Regions from separate parts of the Sus scrofa genome. Here region 1 is linked to region 2. A link is a contact called in public promoter capture Hi-C data. All regions are on one chromosome and are shown on one strand. The core of a region is the stretch at or near the end of the contact, and the rest is flanking DNA. Distances in the headings are between cores, read along the strand shown. Region 1 holds the start of HNRNPD (heterogeneous nuclear ribonucleoprotein D0). Region 2 holds the start of COPS4 (COP9 signalosome subunit 4).

The links. Promoter capture Hi-C pulls out the DNA fragments that hold promoters and counts their contacts.
Region 1: a promoter capture Hi-C map of liver shows a contact between it and region 2, with 5 times the contacts expected there. The contact joins the promoter of HNRNPD here to the promoter of COPS4 in region 2. A contact is called at or near these places in 1 of 5 promoter capture datasets (liver), 1 of 47 Hi-C or Micro-C datasets (heart right ventricle) and 2 of 2 datasets of contacts at active chromatin or transcription factors (alveolar macrophages and skeletal muscle).

What each region holds. Positions count from the first base shown.
Region 1 is chr8:135,841,798-135,848,530 of Sscrofa11.1, reverse strand. It overlaps HNRNPD (heterogeneous nuclear ribonucleoprotein D0), which reads right to left and starts at 4,039. Exons shown (of 7, transcript XM_021101885.1): 1 at 3,455-4,039. The coding sequence starts at 3,687. LOC110255270 reads left to right here and starts at 3,966. Exons shown (of 2, transcript XM_021101889.1): 1 at 3,966-5,180; 2 at 5,375-6,733. The coding sequence starts at 3,990. The coding sequence ends at 4,571. It also overlaps the pseudogene LOC100737946.
Region 2 is chr8:135,309,426-135,315,778 of Sscrofa11.1, reverse strand. It overlaps COPS4 (COP9 signalosome subunit 4), which reads left to right and starts at 1,435. Exons shown (of 10, transcript NM_001105304.1): 1 at 1,435-1,560. The coding sequence starts at 1,487.

The DNA.
Region 1 (6,733 bases), core at 2,790-5,289, 530 kb before region 2:
GTGTTTTAAGTAGTTAAATTTAAATGATCTTATATCTAGTAACCAGACTTAACCTCATCACTGACTATTATGAAACTTCTGCCCAATTTCCCTCTGTCATACTGAGAAGACAGTATGACAGACAGGGCGACAAGTGCACAGACACCAAAAAATTAAAGTTCTTAAGGTTTTTTCGTTCAAAAAGGAAAAGAATATCTGTAAAGGATTAAGTCTGACTAACTGGGCAGTAATTTTTCAAAATCAAATACCAGACTTTAAAAATAAAAACATTACTCGCTAAATTCACACTCACTTAAAATGAGCTTCATAATCTAAAATGTTCACTAATATTTAATTGTCCCATTTTTCCTAAAAGATCACTCAAAAAACTTGTAAAGTTACAGTCTCAGATAGCACAGCATATGTAATTATAACAGTCAAAACAGAAACCTTCAAACCTAAGCTTACGGTTCTTTCAAACTACTAAAAATAACTGCTTATCTAAGATTTGAAACATATAATCAACAGTAAAGTTTAGTTTGCCACTATTACTTACAAGGGAAATTCAACTATCACAGTGCCAAATAAAATAATATCTATCAAAAAACTTTTATTCTGCATGTTAAACTATAGCCCCAGGTTTTTGTTCGTTCTCTTTTGCCTACTGTTTCCACTCTGCTTTATCTCCAATATAAAACCAGACAGATTTCGGTGAAAGAATATAACAAGAGTTAAATGTTATCCCAACTGGGCTCTTAAAACACAACGGAGTTTGTACAGACATGAGTCAACTATGTGCAAGTTACTGGCCCTCTCAACTGGAGTAGTTGTGGATACAAACTCCTGGAAAAACTCAAATATAATCCTAAAGACAGAAATACTGACATTTAGGAAAAGAGAAAGGGAGAGATAAAAAGAATACTCAATCTGCCAGCCTTCCAAAAAGCCATGCAATTGTGAATACATGTCAACCAACCAACTGTAATTAACATTCCAGCCAAATCACACTAAAAATTTAAAAATCTGATTTAAGCTGTAGTGGAAAGTCACATCAGTGTGCCTCTAACAGTACATAACGCAATTTTTATTAAAAGTTCTATTTACAAATATGGTTGGTGATAAAAACTTCAGTTCTGCATACATATACACAACACTACTTTAAAAATTGGTTTGCTGTTGACATCTCCAGAATATTTCAGTATAACATGCAAGACATTTTAAACACACAACACAGTATCAAATAACCTTCACATATAGCATTAAACTTAGAATTACAACAAAAATTTGTCTCAAGAAAATCAAATTTAATAGTAATATTTTTTCTTGCCCAAATATAAAAAGTATCAGTACTAACTATATTAAGCTTTAATTGGCCAAACCACAATTACATGCATTACCACAGATCAAAATCCACGTAATGGCATCAATTTTGCCCAAAGATCACACATGATGCCTAAAAAGGTTTTATATCCCAGGTACAAAATATCCTACTATACTATTTAAGTCTAGAATTTCCTGGGGATCAATGGGCAACTAACCAATACACAGCCTCTGCATGTTATGACTACTGAAAACCTTTATAATACAGAAATAAAATTTAAAAGTTTTACCATTCTTCCCGCTGTGCCGTCGCTGCTTCAGTGTGTCGTGGGGAGGAGTTTGAATGGCTAGGGAATTAACAACCGGTACAGCAACCAATCAAAATTCTAGTTTTAGTTTTTGACATTGTTAGGGTTAAAAACTTTAATTCATTTACACTTCAGTTCAATAGTAGATAACTACAAAGGGAGCTGCTTTCAGATTTGAAAACTCAGAACTAACAGAAAACCTGCCCCAAACAGCAAATTATACAATTAATCATTTTGGTGCCTCTGTCCAAAGAACAGAATTCAGAAAACAAAACCCAAAATGTTAAAGGCTTAAGTTTCAAATATTTAACATAATCCCTTTCTTAAATTAAGCTATACATGATTCAGGAGAAGCTAAGGGAAAAAAGCTCGTTTCCCATCCCATCTGCACTCTCCCAAAGCCAGCACAATCGGCAAAACAGCCTGACAAGAGTCTGCTTAGGCTGAGATTATTAAATCCTACATTCCAAAGGGCTTCTCTCCCCCTCCTCCAACTCTTACGCTCTTTCCCAATAAAGGAAATATTTAAATGGTTAAAGCGACATTACTTTTGCCTTCCACCAACACCTTTCTCCTTGGTACCGTGGAAAAAATTTCACACACACACATCCAATTACAAAAGGTAATGGAAGTGTTGACCCGAGATCAGCAATCAGTAACGGGAATGAAAAGAAAACCCAACCAAGAGCCTAGATTCAGTCCCTCCTGCTAACCCTGTGTTATGCTCCCGGCTCCCAAATGCTGCGTTCTGATAAATACTATGCAGCTTCAAATAATGTATGCTTCGCATTCCAATTGGGAGAAGCAAAGTTACTGTTTAATATGCAAAAAAAAAAAAAAAAGGCCATGGCACAATACAGGATTTGTTCATTATGAAAAAAGGATGGCGGGCCTCCTTTAACTTAAGTGGGTTAAGAGAGCGGGAAAGAGAGCACCAGGAGAGACCAAAGAAAAGGACCCTGCGCACGGGGTGGGTTGTGAAAAACGGAAACTACACAGAAAAAATGAGGCAAGAGTACAACCTACGAACAGCTGGGGACTCCAAGAGCGGAGGGCGCGGAAAAGGTGCGCGGGAGAGTTCGCTCGGCGGGATGGGGGAGGGCAGCCGGCCGGCGGGAGCCGGAACGGCTCGAGCCCCGGGCAGGCCCCGCCGCCGGGCAACTTAAGGAAAGCCGGCGGAGCGGAACGGCCGCAGCCGCGGGCGCCCTCCACCAGGCCCGGGGGTCCGGCGGCCGCAGCGCAGGGGCCGCGGGGCGAGCCGCCGCGCCAGCCGGTGCGGAGGGAACGCGGAGGCCGCGGAGGAACTCGCGCCCGCGACTCAGAGGCGCTCGGCCTGAAGCCGAGAGGGAGGAGCGCCGCCGGACAGCCTACACGCTCCCCGAAGCGTGTGTTGATAAATACTCGCCGTCCCGGGAGGCCGGGGTGAGGGCAACCCCATAAGCCTGAGTCGCCCGGGCATAAAGGCTTTTGTGTCCGCCGGCGCCGTCCTGCCCGGGACTTCAGAAAACGGGGACGCGAGAAGACAGCGGCAGCGGAAAAAAGGTAACCCCTCGGCGGGCGGGAAAAAATCCCGGCGGCTCCGCCAGTGGGAGGAGACCCGAGGCGAGGGAGGGGAGGAGGGCGGGCCGGGAGCGGCATGGTGACGGCTAAAGGTGGAAACGTGTGGGATGGGGGAGGGGGCGGCCCGCGGGCAGGGGCAGGGGACGCGGGCCCGGGAGTCCGGCGCGGAGAGGGGCGCGCGGGGCGCCGAGGCTGCGCGCGGGCCGGGCGGGAACGAGGCCTAATGGCGGGGCACGGGGAGGGGGAGGGGAGCTGGGCCTGACTATCCCGGGCCGCCCCTTACTCACCCTTCGTCCTCCTCGTTCTTACTGGCGTCGATCTTCGCCCCCTCCGACTCGGCGCTGCCCCCTTCCGTGCCAGCAGCCGCGGTTCCGCCCCCGGTCCCGGCTCCGCTTCCCGCCGCCGCCGCTGCCCCCGGCGCCGCCGCCACCATGGCTCCCTCCTGCTCGCCCGCCGAGCCGCCTACCGCCGCCGTCGCCGCCGCCGCCGCCCCGTCCCCGCCGAACTGCTCCTCCGACATAGCGCTACCGCCGCCGCCGCCGCCGAGACGACACCCGCCGCCGCCGCGAGCCGAAACTAGCAGCAAAGTAATCCCCGCCGCCGCCGCGCGCCCGCTCCGCCGCGCGAGGCACACAACAAGACAGAGACGGCGCGCGCGGCTGCACAGGCTCCTGCGCCTCTCCCTGGCCTGCCCCCCTCGCCTCCCACTCTCGCGCGGCGCGCACGCCCGCTCTCGCCCGCTGCACTAAAAAAGAATAAGACACAGCGGCGGCCCCTCTCGCCTCCTCCTCGCTTTAATGGCGCCGCCGCGGACCACCTAAAATGGCCGACGGAAGAACGGCGCGTCCCGGTCACGTGACGCGCGAGCGCGCCCTTTGCACCCCCGCCCCCCCGCCAGTTTTTCCCCTTCCTCCTCGGTCCCGCCCGCGCGCCGCCTTTCATACCTTCTCCGCACGCGCCGCGCCGCTCTGCGTGGGGCCTTTAAAAGGAACCGGAAGTGGCGTCCGCCGGGAGAGCCGCGCCGAGACCATCGAGAACAAGGGGCGCTGTTTCCAAGGCGCAGCTAGAGGGGCCGCTTCCCCCGCCCTCGCCTCTCGAGGGTTCCCGGGGCGCTCACCCGCCCACCCCACCCCTGCCTGCCCGCCCGCCCGCTCCAGCAGGCGGGGCGGCGGGCAGCGGAGTGGGGGCGCCTCGCGGGCGGCGGCCGTGCCCGCGCGCCGGCGGACTCGGCGAGGGAGGAGAGGCGCCCCGCCGGCGGCCCTGGGCGCCGGGGTCCGCGGGAGGAGAGCGGCCACCCCGAGGGGGCGGCCGGGCCCACGCCGCTCCGGGGACGCCGGGCCGGCCGCGCCCGTGCACGGCCTGCGGCAGCTCCTCCGGCCACCGGAGCCGCCCGCGCCCGGGTGACATTGAGGTGCCCGCGGCTGCCGCTGCCGCGCCCCCCAGCCCCGGCGGGCGGGCTGGAGCCGCCGGCCCGAAGGGCTGCCTCCTTCGCGGCTTGTTCTCCGGGTCGGATGTGTGCCTGCCTGCCCGTCTCCTGAAGTTTTTCGTCGAAAGCAGCGGGCACCTTGCGTGTTTTAAGAAACGGGGTTGTCTTGCTCTGCTTACTCGGAGGATCCCGACACCTGCCACGTCCTTGGGGACGTGTGTGAGATCAAGCGCGCGTTCGGTTAATGTAATGGTCTTCAGTCTGTGCGTTGTGTGCATCGTCTTTACGAGGGTGCTCGGTTTGGGGCGTTGTGGGTTTGGGCGGCTTTGGTTAAACCCGCCAGGCGTCTTGTGCGGGGTAGCAGTCAAGTTCGTCTTTAACAGACCTGTTAGAAATCCCAAGTGCCTTGGCTGGAAACTGAGTTATTCGGGCTCGGGGACTGGCAGCTTCCTGCACGCACATCTAGAAGAAAATGAAGGTTTGGGGCACTTCTTTCGTCAGGAGATGATTTTGCGCCTGTTTCGTCATGTGCCCAGACACTGAGCAAACGAAGACTAGTGCGAGATACAGCAGAGGACTCTGGAGAGGTAAAATATTTGGTTTTCATTATGTAGTTAAATGCATTGATACTAACGCTACCCAAAACCTCTAGGATTAAAAATGTCTAATGTTTTATAATTACTTAAGTTAGAGACTTTGTGTTACAGAATAATTAAAACCCTAGAATGCAGATCAAATTCTGAAAACGTCTTAAAAGACCATCGTACTGAATTCCTCTAAGGAAATCATAAACAAGCAATGCCAAGGATGCGTACCTCAGAGCACGTGGTGGCGACTTCGGGTGTGTCTCCATCTGTCGAAGTGGAAGCCAAGAAGAAAGTGAGTGTTGTGCTCTACCAAATACTCCAGTTTAGAGACAACTAAAAAGAACGCCTGAAGGGGGTGCCTCGAATCTCTTGCGTTCAAAAGAGGATTCTTTTGCTCTTGAGACACTTTTAGACAAGTCTGCTTTTTGTTTGTTTTTTAAAGAAACGTGGTTATTGTTTATTTTTTAAGAAACGTAGTTGTTGCTTCTCTTTTTTAGGGGGGAAGTGGGGCAGGGCATAGGAAAGTTCCCAGGCCAGGGATTGAACCCTTGCCACAGTAGCTCCCCAAACTGCTGCAGTGACAATGCCAGATCCTTAACCACTTGCACCACAAGGGAAATCCCCATGCCTGCCTTTCGGCAACACATTTCCCTAAAAGGTTCATTTTAATTCACACGTAGCCCAGTGGCTCATGGACTTCTTGGAGTTTATACTAAAAATTCCAGGAAAGCTAGGAGTGATTTTAAAGCTAACACCTTTCCTATATGTTATGTGCATATGCATGCCTTATCACTCATAACCCGACATGTTACAGTCCAAATCTCTACATCCTCTGTCTCAGCATCCACCCAGCATTCTTCTCGGAACTCACTTAACTTCAACCCTAGTTCTCTTCACATTACTCAGCTACTCATATTCATCCTTCAAGACCCCAATGAAATGTTACTACTTAAGAAAAAAGACAAAGTTCCTCCTTCTGTGAAGCCTTCCCACACTGCCTGAGACAGAATTAATTATTCATTCTCACATCCTTTATCCTTACTCCTGTTATTGTAAATGTGCAATTTGCTAGACCGTGGTTTCCTGGAGAGTAAAGGTAATTGTTCTGTGTTTCCTTTCTGCCTCACACACACGTACATAGACACTCATAGGCTAATTGCTGATGGAATTATTTAATGGCAACTTGCTGGGTTTAGAATCTTTCTGGCCAAGTAGATACGCTTCCAAGGACTTAAAAGTCTCTTCCCACCATCCTATTCCATCTCTGGCATAAAAACACTTGCTCAAACCACTTGTTGATTTGTGAAAATCCTTAAGAGGGAGAAAACTAAACTTTTATCCCATATACACGTGTAAGAACTTAATGTGTAAGTGGCTGAAGATTGTATATTGGTGCTTTATTAGACTGGCCCAAACCACTGCAGGGAAGTAATATCCCCTCAGTGTCCATGCTTTGGGAGATTCCCAGTGTGTTTCAGATAACACACTGAAGTACCAGAGCCTCACTGAATTGAGCTCGGGTACTTGAGACATGCAGCTGCCAGCCTACACCA
Region 2 (6,353 bases), core at 186-2,685:
CTCCGTGATTTGCCTAAGTTCTTAACAATGGAGTGGGTTCTGAATGGATGTGGGTAATCTCATTACTTTCTCAAAGGATTTCTTTGTTCTGGTCTTTTGTGTGTGTGTTTTTGCCTCTTCTAGGACCGCAGGTGGGCATATGGAGGTTCCCAGGCTAGGAGTCAAGCCACAGCAACATGGAATCTGAGCCGAATCTGCAACCTACATCACAGCTCATGGCGACGCCAGATTCCTAACCCACTGAGCGAGGCCAAGGATCGAACCCACAACCTCATGGTTCCTAGTTGGATTCGTTAGCCACTGAGCCATGACGGGAACTCCTATTCTGGTCTTCTTTTCTTTCCCCTTCCCCAAAGAGGGAATATGCTAGTTTTCACATATAGAGTGCAGAAATTCAAAAGTTTAACATCCTGTGTTGGCAAGTCTGAGGAAATTTGCACCCCTATGATATTGCTGCTTGGAAGGCAAAATGGTACCATTCCTATAAAATGCAATTTGGCAACATCTATCACAACTGTAAGTACGTCGACCCTTCAGCTCTCTTCTCGGAATGTATTCTACATGTACACGTACAAAATGAGGTACGAACAAGGTTATTCACTGCAGCACTGGCGATTAATTAAAAACAACTCGAGTGTCTAGCTATACAGATTCAATAAACCAGGGTGTCCCTTATGATATGTAATACTCTCCAGCTCTAAAAAAAGAATGAAGCAGGTATGCGGACTTGCATCTTCAAGAATAGTGAAAAAAGCAAGAGCAGAATAATGATATGGTGTATTATCTTTTGTGAAAGCTAGAAAGGATAGACAAAAATTTACATTTATTTGCTTGTATTTGCAGACAGAAATTGTATAAAGATACAGGGATAATAAATACAATTACATATCAAGGTAGGGTGATCATATAATTTGTTATCCAAATGGAACAGTTTACAGAGTAAATAATTACTCCTGTCCTGGACAAACTGGGATGTATGCTCAACCTATATAAAGTGTGAAGAGTGGAAACAGGGATGGGCGCACATTTTACTGTACTTGACAAAAGTACTGGTCTGTGGTGAACTGTACACAAAAACCAACTCGTTCTTTATTATGAGTAGTTCAGGTGCCGCCTTGAAGAACAAGGAACGGTAAAGCAAGACGAGAGCCACGGAACTTGAAGATGGAGTGGTTTTGCGTATCGGACACTTACAGGAGGTGCACAGGCGACTCCGCCCCTTGGGGTTCACCCGCCAATCCCAAGTGGGAGCGTGCGAGCCGGAGTCGGCGGGAGACGCCTGGGCGGGCTTAGGATCTGAGCAGTGGAGCTTCGCGTCACTCAACGCTGGGGGCGGGCCTAACGCAGGCTCCCGACCTCGGCGCTCTGGCCCACACAGGCGCTACTCTGTGGCCTCTCGGGTTCCCTCTGGCCGGACTCTGGAGGACTAGACTCGTTTCCCTTTGGCCGCGAGAGGCCCCGCAGCCTCCGCTGAGCTCGGAGGAAGATGGCGGCAGCCGTGCGGCAGGATTTGGCCCAGCTCATGAATTCGAGCGGCTCTCATAAAGATCTGGCGGGCAAGTGAGTATTTCCCAGGGGCCTGGAAGGTGGGGAGGGAAGCCAGAGACTTGTTTTCCTTGGATTTATGGCGGCTTTCAGCTGTGAAGCTGGGAGTGGGCCCGATGACCAAGGGGGCGGGCCTGAGGCCGGTTGTGGAGGCAGCTGCCGGGAGCCGCGGAAAACGGGAGAGGACCTTGTGCAGGGAGCCCGGGGGGTTGTCGATCTGGGGCGACTCTTCGCGTACTCAGTCCCAAGGGCATCCCTTCTGGTCCCAAGATTCTAGAAGCGCGGGCTGTGGGACCTTCCTCCCGTGGCCTTCACGCCTCGCCTGGTGCCCCTTCCCCTCGCTGGCCGGCCTCGCACCCCGCATTCTGGCCTCTCTCTGCCCCGGCTCTCCCCTTTTTTCTTTTTGAGTGAGGGAAGTTGATAGTCTGGGTCCTTGGTGCAGAGCCTTCCGGGGAGATGTCTTCTTGCGGCTGACGGGGGCTGTGGAGTTATGGCCGCTCTCACGCCGTCCAGAACCACTAAACCATCTTGTGTGGGTTCTTGTGTTGTGGGTTCTCTCGCTCCGCCAGCAACTCTGAAGAAGGGCACGGAGGTGGAATGTCACCACGACGTGCGTCAGGATGTCTAGAGTGGTGGTGTTTCCAGGATTCAAGATTGTTTAGGAAGTTCGTCGGAATTTATGCGGAGGGCTTAGGTCCACTGCAAGTTAAAATGTGTGATGTGTGCCTGCCCTGCAAGCCGTTATTCAACAGTGTTAATTATGGATGGATGGATGGATGGATGGATGGATAAAGTTGTCTTGTTTTCTCTTTGTAGGTTTCGCGGCGCTGTTCTTTTGTAATGAACATGCATTCTGCTTAAAGCGTGTTTCTCAAGCTGACAGCTGAGATCGCTTTGATCCGTATTCATAGGATGCACCTGCTCTAACCTGGCTATTGAAGCCTTGACTTTGTTTTACGTAGGTTGTAATGCTTTTGCCTGGTGGTAAATGTAATCTACTTTTATGAGTGGGAAATTTAGCTCTGCGCCTTGGGATTAACTACTTTCTGCCGCAGTTTCCGTCTCAGGAAAATGGGCTGCTTCTGTCTGAGGACAAAATGAGTATATGTGTGTGTGTGCACTTATGTCACTCGTAAATCGCGTAGACCAGGACCTGAGGTTTCGAGCCACAGGATTGCCATCGCTACTGTTGTTATTATCATTATTAAGCAGTTCTTAAATATATATGGACTTATTTCCTGGGTTGGAAATAAGTTGAATATGTCTCATGGCTCAGTCCTTTCTGCATGTAATTTTAATAGAGTCATTTTTGTTTTTTCACATTTTTAAAAAGTTTTATTGAAGTGTAGTTGATTTACAAGATTGCAGTCATCTCTGCTGTGCATCTGGATAGATTTGGATGCAAGTAAAACTAGCTTATGTTTGTTTCCGTGCCTGCTTTCCTTTTTGTTTTGTTGAAGAAAAATAAGTGCATTCTTTATCAGAAGAGATACACTTTTTATGTATTTGCAGAATTCTGAAACTTAAGCTAAGCATTTAACTTCCTTCAGTTTGAATTGCAGATAAACAATTGTATCTCTTATTGGGTGCTTTAGTTATTGATTGCTCTGTAGCAAATCAAAAACGTAATGGTGTAAAACAGCAATATTTCTCGGGGTGCTTTCGTTGACCGGGCTGTTTTGCTGGTCTTGTTTTGCTGGGCCCACTCATGCAACGGCAGTCACCTGGCCACTCAGCTGGGGCTGGTGTGGCGAAAATGGACTAGCATACATATCCGGCTGTTGGCTGGGTCTCTCTCCACAGGCTCCCACTCAGTGCCTTAGCTGAGGCTTCCTCGCAGGTCTTTGGGAGTATTCCGCAGGGTGAGAGTGGAGGCTCCAGGACCTCTTAAGGGCCCCTGCCTAGAAGCCTCACGAAGTCAGCTCTCAAGTTCTGGTCAAAGGAAGCCACAAGACCAGGCTGGATTCAAGGGGAGGGGCACCGGAGCTACCTCTTTATAGAGAGACTGGCCAGGTTACAGTGCAAAGGGGTGTGGCCAGAGGGAGGCTTCCTTCTCTGGATGCCATCACTGAAAGGAGCTCCTTCGCAGGCGTTGTGAAGGTTAAATGAAAGAGCGGACTTGCTAACTGGTAGGCAGTCCTACCTGAGCAAGAAGATGTCACATTTGTTTTCATAACGAAACAGTTCTGCCCGCTACATGCTTTACGAGACAGATAATCTTGAAATATATAACTAGTTTTAGGGTTTATGTTAGGAGCTGAGGAGCAAAAGATTCTGTGTTAAGAAACGAGGAAGGAGTTCCCCCTGCAGTGCTGCAGTTAAAGATCTGACTGCAGCACTTCCGGTCGAGCAGAGGTGTGGGTTGGCTCCCCAGCCCAGTGCAGTGGGTTAAAGGATCCAGCATGGTTGCAGCTGCAGCTCATATTCAGTCCCTTGCCCTGGAACTTCCATATGCTGCGGGTGCAGTCGTTAAGAAAGAAAGAAGGAAAGAAATGATGGAATAAATTCCTTTTTACCGAGGCACCTCTGCAACCCACACACAGCCCAGGGCAACACCGGATCCTTAACCCACTGAGCGAGGCCAGGGATCGAACCCGCGTCCTCATGGATGCTGGTAGGGCTGGTTATCGCTGAGCCGTGATGGGAGCTCCGCCTTTGCAGAGTTGTTTTGTGGCTCAGTGGGTTAAGGATCCAGCATTGTTACCACAGTGGCATGGGCAGCTGCAGAGGCATGGTTCATCCCTGGCCCAGGAACTTCCATGTGCTGCTGGGGGCAGCCAAAAAGAAAGAAAAAAGGAATGCTTTCCCTTAACTGTGAAATAATTCAGCAGTCTAACTTTGATGTGAGAAATTGGCCTTGAGAAGTATTTTTGCAAATTATATATAGACTGCTTTTATACTTACTATACATTGTGTTCATTATATCGTGTAAAGGTTTAAAAGAGAAAAGCCTTGGGAGAGAGCATTTGTTATGGTAGCTTCTCATTCATTTGGCTAAAACCTATGACGTTTTTCAAAATCCAGTTCAGATGCTTTTTCTTTCAAAAAGCCTTCTCTGGAAGTTCCCGTCATGGTTCAGCGGAAATGAATCCAACTAGGAATCACGAGGTTGCGGGTTAAGGATCCGTCATTGCCTTGAGCTGTGGTGTAGGTCGCAGATTCAGCTTGAATCTGGCATTGCTGTGGCTGTGGTGTAGGCCGGCAGCTACAGCTCTGATTCGATCCCTAAGCTGGGAACCCTCATATGCCAAGGGGGTGGCCCTAAAAAGCAATAATAATAATTAAAAAAAAGCCTTCTCTGAACAACCGTCAACACACGGAGGACCAGCTTAGGGGCTCTTGCCATCCCCAGTGGCGTCTGATGGGTCCCTCTAGCCTAGCACTTTAATGGTTTTGTCTGTTTGCTTCTCTCCTTTTCTGCTAGAACATTATCTCCTTGAGGGTAAGTTTGAGGTCATGGATGGTAGGTCTTTGTTAAGTCGATCCTATATAAATATGACTCTCCCCCCTCCCCCTTCCCAGTTCTGTGTGCCCTGAGGAAAATACCAAGCCTTCCAAATCTAAACATTTCATTTAATGAAGAGCTGCTCATCTGGAGAAAGGAGAGTTAGGGGAGGCTTTTTAGCTGCCTTTGCCTGTAGAAAAGCTGTTTTGCAGAAAAGAAAATAGGCTTTTCTATCTCACAGAGGTAGACTTTGGATCAGAGCTTTCTAATAATACAGTGGAATGAAATTGTTCAAAATATACAGCACACACACATACAGGCGACAGAGGACAGACTGCGTAACCTTAAACCCTCCTTCTAACACAGATTCTCTGGTTCTCTGCTACTCTACCCATAAGTCCCAGTGGTTCCCCTCTGAAGAGTGGGGTTCCCTAAAATCTGATGTTTTAGATTTTGTGCCAAGTGCAGCTTACATTTTATTTTTCGTTTGTTATTTTGTCTTTTTAGGGCTGCACCTGCGGCATATGGAGGTTCCCAGGCTAGGGGTTGAATCGGAGCTGCAGCTGCCGGCCTACAGCACAGCCACAGTAACACCAGATCTGAGGCCTGTCTTGCAACCTACACCACAGCTCAGGGCAATGCTGGATCCTTAACCCACTGAGCGAAGCTAGGGATCGAACCTTCGACCTCATGGTTCCTAGACGGATTCTTTTCCACCGCACCACGACGGGAACTCCTATTTTATTTTTTATCTTTTTAGGGCCACACCTGTGGCATATGGACGTTTCCAGGCTAGGGGTCGAATCAGAGCTACAGTTGCTGGCCTACACCACAGCCACAGCAATGTGGGATCTGAGCCCCATCTATGATGCTCATGGCAACACCACATCCTTAACCCTCTGAGTGAGGCCAGGGATCAAACCCACGTCCTTGTGCATACTAGTCAGGTTCATTACCTCTGAGCCACAGCGGGAACTCTGCAACTTAAATTTTGAAATCTTTGACGGTAGGTGATGTTATTTATATTACATACGAGAAAACTGAATTACAAAAGTGAAATACTTTGCTCTGAGGTCACACAGCTAGTGACAGAGCAAGAATACAGCATGTTTGTCTCAAAGCCCTTAACTCTAAACATACTTACCTTTGGTCTTACATTATTTTCACCAAACTGGACCACATTTCAGACAGTGTTTTTTGTTTTGTTTTTGGTTTTTTTGCCCAGAATATCTGTCTTCTTCCACTCTTTCCCACTTAACACTAAATTCAAATATTTAGAATATGCTTAAAGACCCACCTCATTAGGAAATAACCTCTCTCTTCTAAAGCATCATGTTAGTCCTTAGCTGCTTTTAAGATTTTG